Regions from separate parts of the Zea mays genome. Here region 2 is linked to region 1. A link is a contact called in public Hi-C data. All regions are on one chromosome and are shown on one strand. Each heading gives the region's core, a stretch centred on a gene start, on an enhancer-like site or on the middle of the called end of the contact. The rest is flanking DNA. Distances are from core to core; before and after follow the strand shown. Region 1 holds the start of LOC100192979. Region 2 holds the start of LOC100383891.

Evidence for each region. A called contact is a pair of places that touch in the nucleus more often than the background predicts.
Region 2: a contact with region 1 is called in a Hi-C map of leaf, with 3 times the contacts expected there. The contact joins the promoter of LOC100383891 here to the promoter of LOC100192979 in region 1. A contact is called at or near these places in 5 of 25 Hi-C or Micro-C datasets (bundle sheath, endosperm and leaf).

Annotation. Positions count from the first base shown.
Region 1 is chr6:127,195,183-127,198,193 of Zm-B73-REFERENCE-NAM-5.0, reverse strand. LOC100192979 reads right to left here and starts at 1,297. Exons shown (of 7, transcript NM_001310329.1): 1 at 1,129-1,297; 2 at 965-1,048; 3 at 666-851; 4 at 1-5. The coding sequence starts at 1,222.
Region 2 is chr6:127,343,752-127,346,620 of Zm-B73-REFERENCE-NAM-5.0, reverse strand. It overlaps LOC100383891, which reads left to right and starts at 1,265. Exons shown (of 12, transcript NM_001365895.1): 1 at 1,265-1,356; 2 at 2,123-2,466; 3 at 2,560-2,640; 4 at 2,720-2,797. The coding sequence starts at 1,347.

The sequences.
Region 1 (3,011 bases), core at 48-2,547:
GCTATCTGCATTGTTCGATCCATTTTCAGAAGATCCATCAGAATTGGATTGCTTGGATATAATAATCTGGGAAGCATCTCATGCTCATGCTAAAAAAACATGAATGACTACTTCACTATCCTAAAATACAAGTCATCTTGAGTGTGACTGACATAGCAGTTGCTTATAGTGAGGCTGCAGTGTGAAATTTCCAAGTGTCACCTATATTTTAGTGACACGAGATGAGACAGGAGATATCGCTAACAATTTCAGGCAACCAATTCATGCAAATATTTTTCCTGGTGAAAAAAAAACCATGGTCTATTTGCTCGACTTCTGATGTGTGAAACAGGAAGTAAACCAGTGCATCATCAACAAAGGGAAGTGAAGAAAAAGAAAACCTGAACGAGAACGATGACTCCACAAACATGGGGAGTGAAAGTCGCAAAGAACTATCATTTCATATTGCCCATACTATAGCAATGAAGAAAATAACAGGCATTTCACAATCGAGGAACAGTTATTGATGAAGTTTGCATGCAACATCAGTCCCTACCAACCACCACCCAGAAATCGTTAGTCACTACTCACACATCATCGAGTGAAGCAGCACACTTAGCAGAATCCCATGAAGACAGAAAAATCCTGAAAAGGGCAGGGAGTGGTCGGAGGCAGAGCGTGCTCACATGGTGACAACGGCAGCTGTACCCTGTAGATGTTGCTGTTGATGGAGTCGAGCACGAGGAGGTTGCCGGCGGGGGTGATCTCGACGGCGTGCGGCTCGATCCCCAGCTTGCTGCCGTCGAACACCGTGTCCACCGCGTACCCGCCCTCGTACCTCACCATGGACCGCCCCGTCACGGCCGTCGTCGCTGCCGCCGACACCGCCAGACACCGGAGGAGCAGGCACACCCGGTGAGAAAACAGCGAATGAATGAGCCGAGAATCGGAGAGGGAAATGACGACGCCACGGGTCGCCGATTACCCGTCTTGGTGGCGGCCGATTTGAGCGACCACAGCTGCTTGGCCACTGCCGACGACGTGGTGGACAGGAGCCTGCCCGCAATCCCTGCCACCCGACGCGGAACAAAACTTAATCAGCGGATGAAGCAGAGCGAACGAGACGGTGGGGCCGCGAAAGGAGCTCACTTGCGGGGTACGAGGACGCAGAGGACGCGGATGGGAAGAAAGTGCCGAACAGGAGCGCGGCGGCCAGGAGCGCCGCTCGACCTGGCGCCGCCATGGCCGCCGATGCTTGCTTGCTCTGCCTCTGGGCTGACAGAGCAAGAATCAGGAGGCGAGAAAGGGAGGAGCTTGCAGGGGGGGAGAGGTGCCTGTGCCTATGGTGAAGGGAGATGTGAAGAGAGCGAGGAGGCCATTTGAGGACAAAGTAAAGAAGGTTCAGAAAGCACCAAGAATGCGGCCTCTTTTGGGGCCCGGCCGTTCTCGCTCGACGTCGCCGGGTGAAAAAGGAGGGAAGAGACAAAGGAGAGAAGGCGTAGTAAAGCAACGAGGGAGAGGAAGCGTGGTGAGAGAGACAAGAGGGGTCTGCTGGTGCCTGGTGGCGCTCTCGCCCGCTCGCCGCTGCTCGTGCTGTTGTTACTACTCGCCGCCCTTGCGTTCGACACTGCACCGTTTGCTGACTTTGCTCCTCTCTCTCTCTCTCTTCCCGTGTTCCGTGGGGCGGCGGGAGGTTTTGTGGTGGTCCCTCCCGACTAGCAAGGGGCGTGCCTCTGCCGGTCTGCCCTATGCGTTGTGGACGCCAGCACTAGATGTAGGTAGGGACAGAGTGGATTCTATACACGATGGTATCACCCGTTTCCTATCAAAATCCACGAGGATTTTCGCACTCATGATTTTTTTTGGCTGGTTTTAACATTTCAGGTTGTTTGTTTGGCTTTAATCTCAAACGATTTTATTGTTTGTATCATCGGACTTATTGCAGAAGCTCTCCTTAATTGTTTTAAGCAACATAGCATCATCTTTTCCATTTAGCCAGGTCATGTGCAAGAAGTTGTAGATGTTATTGAAGAGGTGATCTTTTGGTTGGTTGCTTATCAACCCCTAATTGTTCAGCTGCCTAGAGATACGACGAGGAGTTTTTATGGTAGAGTCGTAGATTGTCGCTATTTAGCCTCACAAGGTCAATCTTTTTGTCGGTGTTTTGAGACCGGGGGGTCACTGGGCCGACGAGTGAATTGTCGCCGCGCCCCAGCCCAGATGGGTCGGCGCGAGACGGAGCGCGAAGGGGGGAAGGCAGCCGGAGGGAGACGGGCGTGAGAGGTGGAAATCCCGCGGCCTTCGTGCTAGTCCCGCGCCCAGGTCGGGTGCGCTTGCAGTAGGGGGTTACAAGCGTCCACGCGGGAGGGAGCGAGCGGCCTCACGCGAGCGCCTGTCTTGTCCTTTCCCCGCGCGGCCAACCCTCTGTAAGAGGGCCCTGGTCCTTCCTTTTATAGGCGCAAGGAGAGGATCCAGGTGTACAATGGGGGGTGTAGCAGTGTGCTAACGTGTCTAGCGGAGGAGAGCTAGCGCCCTAAGTACATGCCATCGTGGCAGTCGGAGAGGTTTTGGCACCTAGTTCGTGTGGTGTCGTGGCCGTCGGAGGAGCGCTGGAGCCTGGCGGAAGGACAGCTGTCGGGGCTGTCGAGTCTTTGCTGACGTCCTCTTGCTTCCGTAAGGGGGCTGAGAGCCGCCGTCGTCATAGAGCGTGCGGGGCGCCATCATTACTTGTCTGGCGGAGCGAGCCAGATGGGACGCCGGTCTTGTTCCCCGTAGCTTGAGTCAGCTTGGGGTAGGGTAATGATGGCGCCTCCTGTTGACGTGCTCGGTCCGTGCCCTAGGTTGGGCGATGTGGAGGCTCCTCCGAGGTCGGGGTCGAGTCTGTCTTCCGAGGCCGAGGTCGAGTCCGAGCCCCTGGGTCGAGCGAGGCAGAGACCGTCGACTGAGGCCAGAGCTGAGTCCGAGCCCTGGGGTCGGGCGAAGCGGAGTTCGTCGTCTTCCGGGGCTGAGCCCGAGTCCGAGCCCTGGGTCGG
Region 2 (2,869 bases), core at 16-2,515, 150 kb before region 1:
CTCTATTTTGTAAACCAAGTATGTTTGTGTTTCAGAGAGGTGTGGTGTTCAGATTTGAGCGCTCAGAGAGGTGCCTTCCATCTCATACTCGAGCATCGCAAGATCTGGGCGGGGCTGGCGCGTAGAATGGGAAGTACTCGAGCATCGGAAGATCCAGGCGGGGCTGACGCGTAGAATGGGAAGAATGAGATGGTGGGGTGGTCCTGCACTTGCGATGGCATGCAGGCCGATGGTGGTACTGTGCGCTGGTTGACGATGAGGGGATTGAGTTGCGATTCCTTCCATGGCGCCGAGACGTGGATTGCGTTTGGGGCGAGCAGGATATGGGCGGGGCATCCGCGGTGCATGAGAAGAACGATTAGGCAATGAGTGGTCCTGCGCGTCGTCGACAATGGGATTCCTGCGTGCTGGATTGCTGTGAGGCGTGGATAGCGGCGAGAGGATGTGCTTCCTTCTGTGGTGATTTTTTCCTTCCATGGCTAAGGCATTAATCGGTGAGGGGATTGCGGCGAGGACCATGCGGATGCAGGGGTAGAGGAGAGAGGGTGCGCACGGGGAAGAAAGGAGACACTAATATGTGGGTCGTATGCGCCGTGAGGAGGCAGAACCGTGCACCGCGGTCTACGTTATGTTCTTATAGAGTAGTAGAGATTATTTAGTTATTTTATACATACTTTTTATTAAGTAATAAAGATGTGACATTTATTTCTATATCATGAGTCATTATACGTGTGAGACTTGATACTAACATAAATTTGATTCACGCCTGAATTTACCCCTAAATCCGGGTTTGATATCTTATTTGTAGCAAGTAGCAATAAGTGGGTCACGTGACGTGACAGGAAGGTTTTGCTAATGGCACATTGAATACACAGTTTTTTTATCAACAACGTTTATCTGTGGTTTTACAGCAAAAAATCGTTCATCTTCAGCGGTTTTCGAAAGAGATTTCCGGAAGCCGATATATTTAAATTTGAGAATTGGTACCGTTCAGTTTTTACCGGATTTCGGTGATTGGTTTTCGGCGAGAATCTTTGCTAAAACGAGATTGAAAACCTTTACAGCAAAAAATCGTTCATCTTCAACGGTTTTCGAAAGAGATTTCCGGAAGCCGATAGATTTAAATTTGAGAATTGGTACCGTTCGGTTTTTACCGGATTTCGGTGATTGGTTTTCGGCGAGAATCTATGCTAAAACGAGATTGAAAACCCTGCTATGCTCCCGAGTCACTCCCGACTCCCAACTCCCGACCGGCTCGCGAGCTATCTCGGGGACACAACCGACTGCCTCGCGCCTCTTCCTCATCCGTCGTCACCGGTTGCTTCCCACCGCCGCCTTGCGCCTCCATGCTCTCAGGTACCTCCTTCACCGCCCAGTGCCCGTCCCCTCCTCCGAACGGCTCGATCGTCACTAGACACCACCAGCACCGCGTAGTACGGCCAACGAACCCTAGATCCACTCCTGGATCATCCGGGAAGCAGCTTGCGTTGCTTGATTACTTATGCCCCAAACGGCGGCGGCGGCGCTCAGGCTCGGGCTCTTAGCGACGGCGGGGACTCGGTGGCGGCGTCAGAGGCTCCCCCTCCTGCCTCGCGCCCTCGCCTCCGGTCCTCCGCACACCGGCCGGCGACCCTGCTGTCTCCCGGCCCCGGCGGGCAGTGGGAGCCAGCAGCTGCTGCTCCAACAAGGCGGCTGAACCGCTTTGGTAGCGCTTATGCCCCAAACTAAGCATTACCCGTCCGCCTAGCGCTTCAGTGCGCTTAGTGCCGCTTTTTGGAACCCTGGTGATGAGTAGTATAGGTTATAAGACATGTTGCAATATACATCAAAACATTTAGGGATGGGTACTATGTGATTTGCAACTGTGTTAAGATGCTGGTCTTTAGTTCCTTTCCACCTCTTGTTTCAGATCTGTTCTCATGATGTTGAACTAGGTTGTTTGATCATGACCATGCTCTTTTGTTGCTGTGTGGGCTTGTTCTTTTGATCTTATGGCATTTATTGCAGCAAGTTGCTTGAATCAGTATATGTAGCTGTAGCACATTTTTGTATGGTCAATTCTATTCAGCGATGTAATGCATTTCATACTGTGCTGATCAAAGTCTCTTACATTTGTTTTTAGCAATGATGGGAATAGAAGGCATTGCAGCCACAGTCACCGAGGACCCTGAACCCTCAATTCCTCCAGGATTTGGACCTTTTGCTGCCTCGGCATCATGGGGAATCCAAAACGATGTTAAACCTGCTGATGATCATTCTAGTTCTGTTTTAGCATTACAGAGCATCGACGACGATGTGGAAATTTTGGAATATCTATCCAGTTCAGTGGATCACCAGAGTGACACAGGTTGCTGTATTTCTGGGAGCAATACCTGTAGGAAATCACTGCGTAATAGACCTCCAATAGATTATAGCCGCTTTGATCAGATTGCAGATGAAGATTCTGATGCTGAAGTAGCAGACAAGGTTGCACTTTACTATATCATCCTTATTTCTTCACCAGTTGAATTTTGTCCTGATGTTAATGCTTCGCACAATATTGCTCAACTCTATGGATAGGGTGTAAATGCAGTGAAACACAGACAACAATTCCCTAAAGGAGTACTTCGAGGATGTCCAGAATGTGCCAATTGTCAAAAGGTTTGTGTAATTCTGAAAATTGATTGATAGCCTCCACAAAGGTGGTATTTTGTTGCTTATGTTAAATCACATCATGCAGGTTATTGCAAGATGGAATCCATCTGGTGCACGTAGGCCTGTTCTTGATGAGGCTCCTGTTTACTATCCTACCGAGGAGGTTTGTTGCCACATTGTATAGTATCAGTACTTTTACTGCACTGAATTTGTTTTTGCATACACTAATCTTATA